Linked DNA regions of Drosophila melanogaster: all the other regions are linked to region 3. A link is a contact called in public Hi-C and HiChIP or PLAC-seq data. All regions are on one chromosome and are shown on one strand. Each heading gives the region's core, a stretch centred on a gene start, on an enhancer-like site or on the middle of the called end of the contact. The rest is flanking DNA. Distances are from core to core; before and after follow the strand shown. Region 1 holds the start of lncRNA:CR44904 (long non-coding RNA:CR44904). Region 2 holds the start of lncRNA:CR44409 (long non-coding RNA:CR44409). Region 3 holds the start of lncRNA:CR44478 (long non-coding RNA:CR44478). Region 4 holds the start of Polr1D (RNA polymerase I and III subunit D).

Region 1 (3,111 bases), core at 88-2,587, 650 kb before region 3:
AGTTCGGTACTTCAGATAAATTATGACAAAATTTAAATAAATTTACAAGATACAGGAAAATAAAAAAAAAAATTCCTCCTTAAACTTTTTTTTGATTTTATACCACTGTCGCACTTCAGAATCAGTCTCTGTAAACGTAGAATCTGCACATGACTTAAACTGATTACCATGACGCAGATCACAAAAATGTCTTTAGTACCACACTTTTCGCCGTTGTTGCATGTAACTGAAAAGGGAATGTTGTCAACCATCGGTCCAAGTCCAATTACGGCTTTTACAGATGGATGCTGTGGTCAGGTCTGTCCTTCGTTGCCATCGCCCTTCGTTGATTTTGGCCCCCACTTGCCTGCCCTTTTCTCTTCTTGGGGCAACCCCGCAGCCATGGCTCATAACTTTTTCAGTTAATGAAGACATAAAACTCAGTGCCGCGGCTGCAACGGCAGCTGAAGGCAATAAACACAGCAGCAACATCAACAACAGCAGCAACAACCAGGAGTTGCCTCTTTTTTGCGGCAGGGTTCTTGTTTGTTTTGTATTTTTTTCGACTTTTGTTTATTTCTACAGTCACAAGAAAGTTGCGCTGCCGAGATATCGCCACTGAGTGATGAAGAGGAGTTATGGTCGGGTGGGGGTGTTTCGAAAAGGTGTTTAGCTCTGTGTCTGTGTGGATGTCTTGTTTCTACCTTCTTCGCTTTTACATATATACCTGTAATCGCCATTTTGTGTAAAGTTGCTGGTGCGCTGCAGCTGCGCCGCTGCTTCTGCCCACTGTCGCTATCAGCGCACATCAATGGACCAACGACAGTGTGGCGACACAATTTGGCGCACATTACGTATACGCAACGTGGGCCCAAGCGAAAGAGCAACGGCAACAGTTAAGCGAGCGGGATGGCCATACCTCATGAGATAGAGAGCGCTAAATGAGCAGCGACTGAGAGATATGATAACAGCAGCAGCAAAAGCAGCAACAACCGCAGCAGCAGCAGCAGCGACACGGCAGCAGCTTTGGCAGAGGCCACGCCCCCAATTGTCTGTTTCCTTGAGAGATATCTTTATGTATGTACGAGCATATGTTGCTGCCACAGTCAAGGACCTCTTGGAGGGCCTTTGTCCTTGGCTGGTAACCTCTTAACACACTTCATTAATCAAATGCCAGCAGCAACGAGAGAGCGCAACAAGCTACCGCTGCTCTGGCTCTTGCTCTCTTTTTTCCAAAGCTCCACCCCATATTAGAGCGCAAACGCGGCAAAAAGACTGGGGATGGGAGCGAGAGAGAGTGCTGCTGCTGCCGCGTCGATGCGACGCCAAAGTTTTCGCCGCTCAGTCGAAAGCGAGCGATGACAGACGAATGACAGTCGCTCTCTGGTTTCCCATCCCGCTCCTTCCCCACCCCCTCATACCTTTCCCCAAGCAGAGAGAGAGATAATGACAGAGAGATAAGGGAGACGACAGCGAAATGGCGACAACAACACCAACAACTCCATTCAATGCCCGCCAGTCAGAAACAAGCGTTTGGCTGTATTAGTGCGCGTGTGTGGGAATGTGTGTGTGTGCCCGTGTGTGAGTGGGTGGGTGGGTGTAAAAGCCTGCTGCCCGATTACCTCATACTGAAAACTGCATCTCCCACTATATACGAAATAAATGTTTATGTGTTTGTATGCACCCGATGTGTGTTTGTAATTTTCTGATAATTAAAAGTGCGCTGAAATTATTTCGTTTCGCCACTGGACACTCACTTCCATTTCTCCGCGTCCTGCTACGAAATTAATGAAAAACTCGCCACTGGGATAATGAAAAGGCTTCCCAAAAAACTTTTCCCTTATTTTATTAGTAAGCCTGCTGGGGGATATTAAAAATTAATGGACAATTATGAATGGTAATTGCTTATAGTTATAAAAAAATCTTTAAAAATATAATGGAGGGACTGCACTTTTATGTAGAGTAAATTACGATCAGTGTAAAATCAATTAAGCTTCATAACCTTAAGAACTCAAATCAAACCATACAAAATTTATTTCTTTACCTAATTCATTTACTTACTACTAATTCGTTTATTTATTTACTATTTAATACAACCACAACTTAATACTTACTTCTAATTCATTTATTTATTTACTACTTAATACTTACTTCTAACTCATTTACTACTGTATTTACTACTTAATACAACTACGAACTAACTTTGATTAACTGCGTGTAACTATACGTTAAAAAACATTTATTTCACAAAACAAAATATAAATGAGTAGTTCACTATTAATTACGCACTAGCCGTACTTACAATTGCATAATAGTTACTACTAACAACTTCAAGTCGATAAGAAATGTATTACTTACATGACTTAAGTGCGTCTTTAAGCATCCATGGGAACCAGAAGTTATCTCTGAGTGGGGCTCCCCTATATGAATACTACGCTAATGTCTTGTGATATAAACTCATCCGGTGGATGATTTAATTTCCTCGCGCCGTGCCCTATTGTACACTTTATAAAGCCAGATGATATAATGCATTCCTTGAGGCTTTTTCCGCCCCGCAAGTGGGCGACATTGAAATATTGTAATCGGCTAAGATCCCAACAAAGTTCTGCCGTCCAGTGGGCATGTACTTTGTAAATTTATATTTGTTTGCCAAGATCAAGTTCAGTGTAAAAATAGCACAACGGACCTATTTTCCTCAGCAAACCCTTCCCACCTCGCCCGGAAAAGCCCAACACTTGGCGCCCCAAATGACGTACAAAGAGTTAGATAAACAGCCATGAAAATTGCAATTATTAATAAGGCGCAGCGCATTTGGATGCCAAGATCCGTTTGGGCCAATTATACGTTCCATAAATCTGACCCAAACTGAACAGCAGCAACAACCGTTAAAGATTTGGACTTTGGCGAACAATCTTCGCATACGTTTACGAGATGGAACAAAAACAAATGTTTTTCCCTCGGCTGACTTACTTTTATTATGGCTTTGCCACCCACCCGATCTGCCTATTTGCCTCTCACTCTGCCTCTTCTTCTTCTGCTTGGTGGCCTCCTCTCTCTCTCTTTCTTCTCGAGTAACGCCCTCTCTTTCGTTGGGGCCTGCTTGCCTCTCGCTTGGCAATAAGGAAAAAATGC
Region 2 (3,040 bases), core at 46-2,545, 720 kb after region 3:
TGAGGCGATGATTCATCGACGATTCGGGGAATCCAAAAGCCAATCAAGTGCTGCAAAGCCAAAAGCCAAAGACAAGGCAGACGGACAGGTTTTTTGTTATAGCTTAACGTTTTCTTCTCTTATGCTTCGCAAAAGTTTTGCCAATTCGTAGAGTGTTTTCTTTCCGCCAAGCTTTTCAAAATAGTGGGTTTTAGAAAAGGAAATTACACTTTAATTAAGTGTCTTATTACTGACCGTAGATATACATTTCTAGCAATTAAATCTACCTCTCTTTTATTCGCTTTTGTTTGTTTGCTTTATATATATATCAAAGTACCTTATCAAATATATAACTCGTCATTATAGAATTTAGTGCAATTTAGCAAGTATATATTGACTGCAGAAGAGCATTTGAATTCGCTGAACTAGGCTGAGTCATTTTTTTGTATCATGGCTTTTCTGCTACTCAAACATTTCGAGTTCGTCGGTAACTTGGCTGTTCGTGTTATTGATACGGCTCCCCTTCGTCCCCTTCCTTTGCTTATCACCATTATTCGTCAGCCGAATGTCTTGAATGTTAATGCACTACGCGCTTTGTTTCTTTACCTCTTTTGAGGGCGGCGCAGACCTTTCGACTTAATTCAATCACTGTGAAAAAGCTGTAGATCTGTTTTCTATTTCGCATTTTTTAACACTATTCACCTTATAATAAATTATTTTTTTTAAATTTACATGCTTCAGGCATCTGATAAAATATGCCTTTAAAGAAAATGTTAAAATTAATATTTTAATAAAATACTAAACCAACAAATGCAACAAAATCCACTTTAGATATTATTTGTCACTTAATTCAATAGGCCATTTAATATCCAGAAATCTATAATCTTTAAGTGTTTTTTGTTAAGATGTATGTGCTATTTGTTTCTCCCAGTGCATATTTGGTGGCCTTAAACTGGCGCTGGCTGAAGAGGAGCAATAAAAGCGGCAGCAACAACAAGTGGTTGCTCAACTATGCGCTCCGCCGTCAAGCCCCCTTCGCCCCCTTCCACCCCCTTCCACGATTTCTTTGGGGCTTGGCTTTGTTTTTCTGCATTCTCTCTTCCTCGCTCTCTCTCTCCCTCTCGTTCCCGCTCACGCGCGTGACCTTGAAGCGCAAATGTGCCAGAATTGCAGGGGGAGTTGTTTGGGCGGGGGTAGAGTCTTTGACTTCTCCCCCTTTTTTTCTTCTCTTCTTCTTCGGGGAGCTTAATAAAGAGTTGGAGATTTCTGTGACGTCTGATATGTTTACTGAAAGTGGCTACTACGTCATGGGGCATTTGTCATACATGTATGGCTAAAAGCACAATCGCAACTAAAATCCTTCTACAGTGATCCCTAGCCATAAAGAGCAAGAAATTTTAAAATAATAGAATAAAAGTGTGGATTACAATTGTAAATTTGATAATAACATGTTCAAAAAGTTATACAAATTGTCGTACTATATTTTCATCTATATCTAAATATTCATATTTGCTCAATAAATTGCTAAATAAATAAATATCTGTTTTCCTAACTTAAAATTTCTCAAACCCCAGAGCTGAAATAGTTTAGTTTATTTTTGCACGTCCTGAGGTATTCTTGGCTTTGTTGCAATCCTATATAGATGTAAATTGCGGCCGGGAAATTTGCTCCCAAAATGCATTTTGTCCGCAGACGAGCCCACGCTACATGAAAACTGTGTTTTTAGTTCGAAATTTTCGTGGGCTAGCAGAAATAAATTATACTATTTTCATTCATGCACAACAATAATGAAATATTTCCACCCGATTGGCAATGTTAACTGCAAATATTTTTCCCCTACGTGTTTGGTCTGCACTTGTGTTTATTTCAATGACTAAAATCTGTCTATGGAACAGAAGCCAAAAATTGAGTTAATAACTCAGTTCGACCTTAGACGTTGGCGAATCTTTTTTCGGTCTCATTTGGGAATTTTGTTGGCGTGAATTAGCAACGTTGTATGGATTTTATAATTTACATTTGCCGAGGGTCGAACTCGTTTCAGGTCTGTCAATTCCTGGGAAAATCAATAAAAACATTCAGCTGTCATACCTATATTAGATAAATAGATCTATTGTTATGCATCTGGCTAATAGTTGTCGATTTTTTTCGGCTTCTCATTCCAGAATGGCGAATGATTCACATAAAGAAAAACTTTTCCTCCTATCTGATCTTATAATAAACCTTTGATCTTGATTTGTCCAGAAACCTGTGCACTATTTTAAACGAATTTTTAATGAGAAAAGAGTTCATGTGAAATAACATCTTAGGTATTTTGAATTTTTATGATATTTCCAAACCATTCATAACAATAAATTTTCATTCCCAGCAAAAAGTACACATTTTTTTGTAAGGGAATCAATGTTTACTTATAGCCGAAAATCGAAATTGGAACACCTGCAGAGCGTTATAAAAATCTCAACACTTTTCCAAATCCACTTAAAAATCTATAACCATTTTTTCTGCTCGATGGCGTCATAGGAACGCACTTGAACACAAATACATTAGAGAGAACGAAACATTGAGTACGCACAACGGAAATGAAAATAAATAAAGGAAAAGTGAAGCAGTTTCGAAAATAAAAACAGATATTGGCACCCTCCGTCAGTTGCGATCAGCAACCATCATATCAGCAGCGGTAACTTTTTATCACGTATACGTATCACGTATACGTATCAAGTATACGAACCGAATGCATGCGATCGCAGAGAGCGAACAGCTGAGAATGGAGCCTGAGCTATCGAAGCCATTCCGAAGCTCTCTTGCAGCCGAGTGTGAAGCGAACCGCTCAGTTTCAATCTGAACTTGGCCGCCGACGGACGTGAAGCGCCGACTTGTTCACACATAGATATCCATACATATATATATACATATAGATGTACATATAACGCATATTGTGCAAGTCGCACGCGACTATATAGCTGCCAGTGTATTGGTTAATTATACGAAGCACGACAACTACAACGTAAACTACAGATGTGTGTATAAATCAATGTCCGCTCTAAACAGGCGGCTGCAGTGTCAA
Region 3 (2,993 bases), core at 315-2,814:
CCGCAATTCGTGTTGCTGTTGCTTTTGCTGCTTTGTTGTGACAATTTCTGCGTAATACATAATACCAACAGTGGGACAGCCAGCTAAGCCATGGCTCAAATGTTGTTGGCCAAGTTAGCTGAGAAGGTTACAAAAACTCATTTCGAGTGCCGGGCTACAAATGGTTTTTTAATAACGGGCCTTGACGAAGGGGCGCGGCCCATGTACGAAAATTATTCACTTACAGATAATAAGATTGGATTTGAATTGTTTGCACTTTTGCACATGGAAAAAATCCCAGTACAAATTGGCAATTCTTGTACAAGTTCATAATTGCTACCCAACCTTTTTTCGCTGTTTATTTGAATATTCACTTCTTGAGTTGTAGACCTATGATACCCCTACATTATTTCAAGTTGTCCGAATGAGCGGGCTTCACAATTTTAAATTAATCTAAATTTGTCATTAATCCATTCATTCGGTTTACGCAAATCTTGTTTCGTATTTATATATTGTCTTTGACTATTTTTAGACACAACGTTTTGCCTACAAATCTGTTATAAATGCAAATAAAATTCACTTTTCTGCTTCACATTTGAATACATTCATATGTATGTATCTCCTCTTGAGTTCTGCAAGTTTTCTCCTACATTTCTGGGCAGTGAATCCCCCGTTCATTAGCAGTCCCTTATTAGCCATTCAAACCACTGCGCGTTGTTGGCTTTCTTTCGCCCATCGCCATCCGTCTCTGGCCGGCAACATTTATCAACATTTTTACCCCGAACAAGTTATGTATTAGATCATTATCCGCATTTGGATTTCTGACGAAATTTCGCATTGTCTGCAGCGGCGCAGAAAAACTTCAGCTGCCACCGCCGGTTGGCTCCGCGTGGCAACTGGCAACTGGCGCGCAGCGGCAGCAGCAGCGGCGGAGTGAAAGAAAAACAAAAGTAAAAAGGTAAAGAGGGAAAGTTCAGCTCGACGAGCCCTCCAAATACTCGGTAGGCAGAAATGCACGGGGCTGTGTGTAGTTTACTCGGGATTCGGTCCCTAGGACAGCCTGCTGCTACTCATTGTCTGGGTGACTCATGGAACGCCTTGTCCTACCTACGGATACCCTCGAGGTGCACTGAGCGAAAAGCCTTCGTTTTGGGTATTAGGATATCACATTAAAGCCATGCTTATCTTATTCCATTTTTATTAACTTGACAGAAGTAAATTTAGGGTTTGTTTGTTCACGTTTATCCTTTCTTATTGATATAATATATGGAATTTTCTCAGTGTAGTCGTCCATGCGGATCCAGTCCCTCTTGCCTGACCCGAGTTCAGTATCTCAGTATCTGCCGTTTCAGTTTTGTATTTCCATTGAAAAATTTTGTTAGCTGGCTGCCGTCTCATGCGGGTCTCTTGGAATCTGAAGTTGAATCTTGAGTTCAAGTCACTCTTTTTGTATTTCATCATAGTCGTAAATACACAGCAAACAGCAAAAGTTGACGGAGTCGCTGAGTCTTTCGATCGGGGGAAAAATGATAATAATTATCTGCGGTTAATGCGAACGATCGTGTCAAACGTTAGACAGAATGTATTGATTACTCACTCACTCACTCACCTGATCCAATCGTACGATTTGAATGCGATAAATTGCCTGTGGCACGTGCGGCATGGAGTCGTGCATGAAAAGTGAGAAGAAAAAAAGTATCTATGTATCTATAAGTGTGCAAATTACCGTTAGGCGGCCAACGGTGCATACAAATCGAATCGCTGGGGCCATTATGATCCATCGAACACCCTATAATTTCGACGCCAGTGGCGGCCGCACTCATACATATCGTTTTCCGGCTAAAACACTTAATTTATAATTTCTCGATTCTCGTTAAAAAGCTGCAATTTTTGACTGTTTACCGCTTGCGGGTCGCATTTCCGGGAAGCAACTTGAATATTTTCCCTTCCATTTTTGGGAAAAGTGGTGAGAATATATGCACTGTTAATTGCTTGAATTGTTCAACAAGGTTTCCCATTTCTGTGTTTGATTAGGCGCAAACATATGACGCGACTGTACGTACAAATGTATGCACATACATACATATGGATACTCACAGGCGACTCGTTAGGTGATTAACACAAGGGAATTCCACGGAAATCGTTCAGGGTTGATATCAGTCGCTAAGGTCGAACAACGTTCGATAAGTTTGAAGTGATAGACGCTCGTCTGCAATCATTGTTCCAGCGAATTTCCCCATTTGCGGCCCACCCAAATCAAGTCGTATTATATGGGCGAGGGAATTCTGCCAAACTCCCCACTACAATTGCCGCAGGATTCCCGGAATTGATAATCATTGTTTCCGCCCAAGTCCTGGCCGTAGTGTACGTACATACGTACACACATACTCGTTGATTACATTTTGCGGCCTTGTTTTTGGTAATTTTCAATTCATCGCCGCCATAAACAATCTTGACTAAGTTCACATAAACATCGCAATCTTAATCGTTAGCGCGAATACTGAGTTTATGGTCAAAATAAGGCGTATTTTATGGGCGAGTGCGTGCTTGGCAGCCTTTAAATATCGAACAGATAAGGGGAACTTGGAATAATAAAATATGTCCGATTTCTAATTAAGGCAATCTCGCATTTCCCTGAATTCGCAATTGATTGTTGCGCAGAATATTATCTTCTTCTGGGTCATTAAAATATGGATTCCTAAACCGCCTGTACTATGTATGTAGCATTTGAATTCAAAGAATCTAAACATAAGTTCAAGCCAGTTGTTAAGGTATCTATCAAAAGTATCTATATACTGATTAAATGTACTCAGTGTAAAAACCCAGGAAGTTACTGGATTCATTATTACCTCACAACCATGACAGTTCATTATCGATCAATCAGAGGGCCTTATTGGCCAATCGGTGATCCAATTATTTCGCCATTGAGGGAAAAGCCACCTGCAGCAAAAAAAGAAACAGCGGTGACATACTCATACTCATCGCCGTGTTTCCGACTCCGGGTAACTACCAAG
Region 4 (2,986 bases), core at 46-2,545, 990 kb before region 3:
GGATGTTGGAATATCACGTCGTCGTGTCCGTGTTCCCGTCTGTTCCTTGTTCTCGTGCTCTTCGTCTTCGTCTTGTGCCATTGCCACTTCACCTTTTTTGTCTGCATTCGAGCTAAAGGGGCTCCCCTTTAGCCCCTTCTTCACCTCAGCTACTCCTTCCACTTCCTTTCGCTCCAAAACTGTCTGTGTATTTTATTTTATTTCGTTTCGTTTGGCTTTCGATGTCTGCAGCATCCTTGGAACTTTCTGGCACAGTGGGCCCAACAAAAATATTGCATGCACCATTGATAAATATAGATAAATGATCGAAAGAACACACCATTGCTATGTTTACTGACAGAATTATTTTCAAAAACTCGTTAAGCATTTATTAATTTACCAATAGAATCGGTAAAAACCTTAGTACCATTATACATAGAATTTTTGTTTTAAAATTCAATTTATAACCTGTCCTTGTCAAGTCAGCACACTGTGTCTACATCGTGGACAGGTATTTTGTACCTCAAGTGGATTATTTGCAATATTCATGGCACAAGGTGGAATATACACCACCCTTGGGAGGACTTAAAATTTCGGGCTCCCCCTCTTTTATAATTTATTTTCACGTGCGCAGCTATACACAAAAAATACTTTTGTATTTTGAATTAATATAATTTTAAAATGGTCTACCGTACTGCATCCTTTTTCTATGCGTTTATTACTTTCTACTAGTTTTCGTTTATTATACGTTGAAAAGATATATTACACACGAGGTGGTGAATTGTTTACGAATCAGCTTCGCGAGTAAATGCTAGGGAAGTTATTTTCTCTATGTACAGGCCATAGATCGCTGTTGCTATGTACATATGTATGTATGAATGTATATATTAGGTTGTGTTTACATACATATTTACATGGGCCCTCTGGATCGTATTCCCAGAACCATTTCGCACTTCTCTTTTTCGTATTCTCCCTTTTTGCCACGATCGTGACGGTTATATGCAGTTCCTTTGTTGTAACCACTACAAAGCCAAAATAATTGCAAACTCAAAAGAAACCCATAAAAGCAAGAATAGAGTTAGCCCAGGAGAGAGAGCAGCCACTTTTTTCGGCCAGGAGAGAGCAGCTGCCTCGCTCTCACTCACACACGAGCCACAAAAACGCCGGCTCTCAATACATACATATATACATACTTAAACTGCAGGCCATGTAAAAACAAAAACAACAAGGCAAAAGGGCGCCCAGCATAATGGGGGAAACGAAATGGAAGAGGAACGCAGCCTAGACTAAATTGCAACAACTGCAAATTGGGGGGAACGCATGGCGCCAAACGAAACGTGAGACAGACTCGCGCGCACTGCCATACATACACGAAAAGTGATTATTACAACACAAGCGCTGCGGCGCGTGGGCGCGAGGAGGGGGAACGCATGAGATAACGGAACATGCTGCCGCATTAGTCACCACCAAAGCACAACAGATGTGTGTACATGTGTGTGTGTCAGCTACCACCGAACAAATGAGTGCAAAGGAGTTAGCAGGATGCCGAGAAGGAAGCGGAGAGAGGAATGGCAAGGGGCAGGGGAGAAGAGCATAGCAACCAGTGGAAACAAAATACAGTGAGTATTGGCTAAGAGCTATTGGGTATCTTTGCAATAAAGTGTTGCATACCCTAGGGAGAAAAATATTTATAAAAATCTTATTGGATTAAAAAACCATACATATTAACGAAATTAAATAAAAAATATTTTTAAAATTTTACTGGAAACTACGTAAGATCATATTTGATTGTATTCAACCTTTTGGTTATATGCATATAAATCGTAAAGTACATGTTAAGAAACCGAATACTGTTATTCTCGTAATTGGTAATTGAAGATGCAGACTGCGAACGTGAATGCAAAGTGCCAATTAGGAAATTTAACAATTTGGAAATAAAAGTCTACATTATTGGCAATAACTAACGAAAAGCAGAACAGGAGGCACAGTAACGAACAAGATAAAGCTTTAGTTGAGCCTCTGAACTGGTATTTTTTAGCCATCACTTCCGCCTTCGCGGGCAACAGCGTCGACGGCACGGCGGCAGAGGCAGCTGCCTGTTTGCAGCTGTGTGCGTGCACAAAAATAAAAGGGCGCATGAATTTGCATAATTTTCGGAACCAGATGGGGGGCGTGGCCGTCAACAAAATTGAAATGACAACTCGAGCTTTTCAATACCGCTTATTTATGTATGCGATGTTATTAATAAGCACATGGTGGGCATTAAACAAACCTGTATTGCAGTCAATTCCTGATGGAAACGGCGAAAAAGCATGTAAAATGAATTGCCGATTCGTCGTTGTATGCGTTTTTCCCGAGTGTCGGTGTTTTTGGAGCAACTTCACGTTGAATGCATTGCGCAAATAATTATGTTTGCCGTTGCAGTTTTTTTGTTTTTGTTTTCTTCGCTCCGCTTCGCCTCTCTGCTTCTTTCCTTGCCGCCTTTTCTGCTGATGCTTTCAAACAAACCAACACTCACACACGTATGCAGAAGGCGGCTTGCAATTATGCTAATGCGGCTGTTTGCGACACTTTTTCTTCTTTTTTTTGGCCGACACCGCACAAAACTGATTTCGCAGTTGGCCCAATAAAATTGGCCACAGAACAAAGCGAATTAAGAAGCAACACACACAATTCAATGCTCTGTCTGAAAACCGCGTCCGTGTCAGAACGCGTCAAGAACTGGAGCTGGTGGAGACATCGGCGCGCTATCGATACATCGATGACGTTACCACGGTATTTATGCATTTACTTAGAAGTAACTCATTTGATTTTCAAGAATTAAAGTCAATGTTGGTATGACACTTGGCACAAGCAAACAGTAGGAATGTTTCAGAAGACATACTCTTTTATACATACACAACTTAAATTTAACAGTTTTTTCGGGAAGATATGGCTAAGTTTTACTTAAATTCAAAATGGGATAGGCATCTCTAGTTTTTAGCTACATTGCATTCCAATTGGAATA

Evidence for each region. Hi-C and Micro-C count contacts between places; a contact is called where the count stands out from the background. HiChIP or PLAC-seq counts read pairs in DNA pulled down with a chosen protein or histone mark.
Region 1: a contact with region 3 is called in a Hi-C map of the Kc167 cell line, with 2.6 times the contacts expected there. The contact joins the promoter of lncRNA:CR44904 here to the promoter of lncRNA:CR44478 in region 3. A contact is called at or near these places in 1 of 107 Hi-C or Micro-C datasets (the Kc167 cell line) and 1 of 6 datasets of contacts at active chromatin or transcription factors (the Kc167 cell line).
Region 2: an H3K27ac HiChIP or PLAC-seq map of the Kc167 cell line shows a contact between it and region 3, with 9 times the contacts expected there. The contact joins the promoter of lncRNA:CR44409 here to the promoter of lncRNA:CR44478 in region 3. A contact is called at or near these places in 3 of 107 Hi-C or Micro-C datasets (the D17-c3 cell line, the Kc167 cell line and the S2 cell line) and 1 of 6 datasets of contacts at active chromatin or transcription factors (the Kc167 cell line).
Region 4: a contact with region 3 is called in a Hi-C map of the Kc167 cell line, with 2.5 times the contacts expected there. The contact joins the promoter of Polr1D here to the promoter of lncRNA:CR44478 in region 3. A contact is called at or near these places in 5 of 107 Hi-C or Micro-C datasets (the Kc167 cell line, the PNm cell line, the S2 cell line and 1 more).

Annotation. Positions count from the first base shown.
Region 1 is chr2L:18,794,406-18,797,516 of dm6, reverse strand. It overlaps lncRNA:CR44904 (long non-coding RNA:CR44904), which reads left to right and starts at 1,337. Exons shown (of 1, transcript NR_124370.1): 1 at 1,337-1,693.
Region 2 is chr2L:17,427,961-17,431,000 of dm6, reverse strand. It overlaps lncRNA:CR44409 (long non-coding RNA:CR44409), which reads right to left and starts at 1,295. Exons shown (of 1, transcript NR_124330.1): 1 at 844-1,295. The region is part of intron 1 of Dif (Dorsal-related immunity factor); the gene reads left to right.
Region 3 is chr2L:18,143,669-18,146,661 of dm6, reverse strand. lncRNA:CR44478 (long non-coding RNA:CR44478) reads right to left here and starts at 1,564. Exons shown (of 1, transcript NR_124351.1): 1 at 1,163-1,564. All of the region lies in intron 1 of Socs36E (Suppressor of cytokine signaling at 36E), which reads left to right.
Region 4 is chr2L:19,133,542-19,136,527 of dm6, reverse strand. Polr1D (RNA polymerase I and III subunit D) reads left to right here and starts at 1,295. Exons shown (of 3, transcript NM_001273634.1): 1 at 1,295-1,598; 2 at 2,707-2,754. The coding sequence starts at 1,548. brat (brain tumor) reads right to left here and starts at 2,712. Exons shown (of 5, transcript NM_001201913.2): 1 at 2,252-2,712.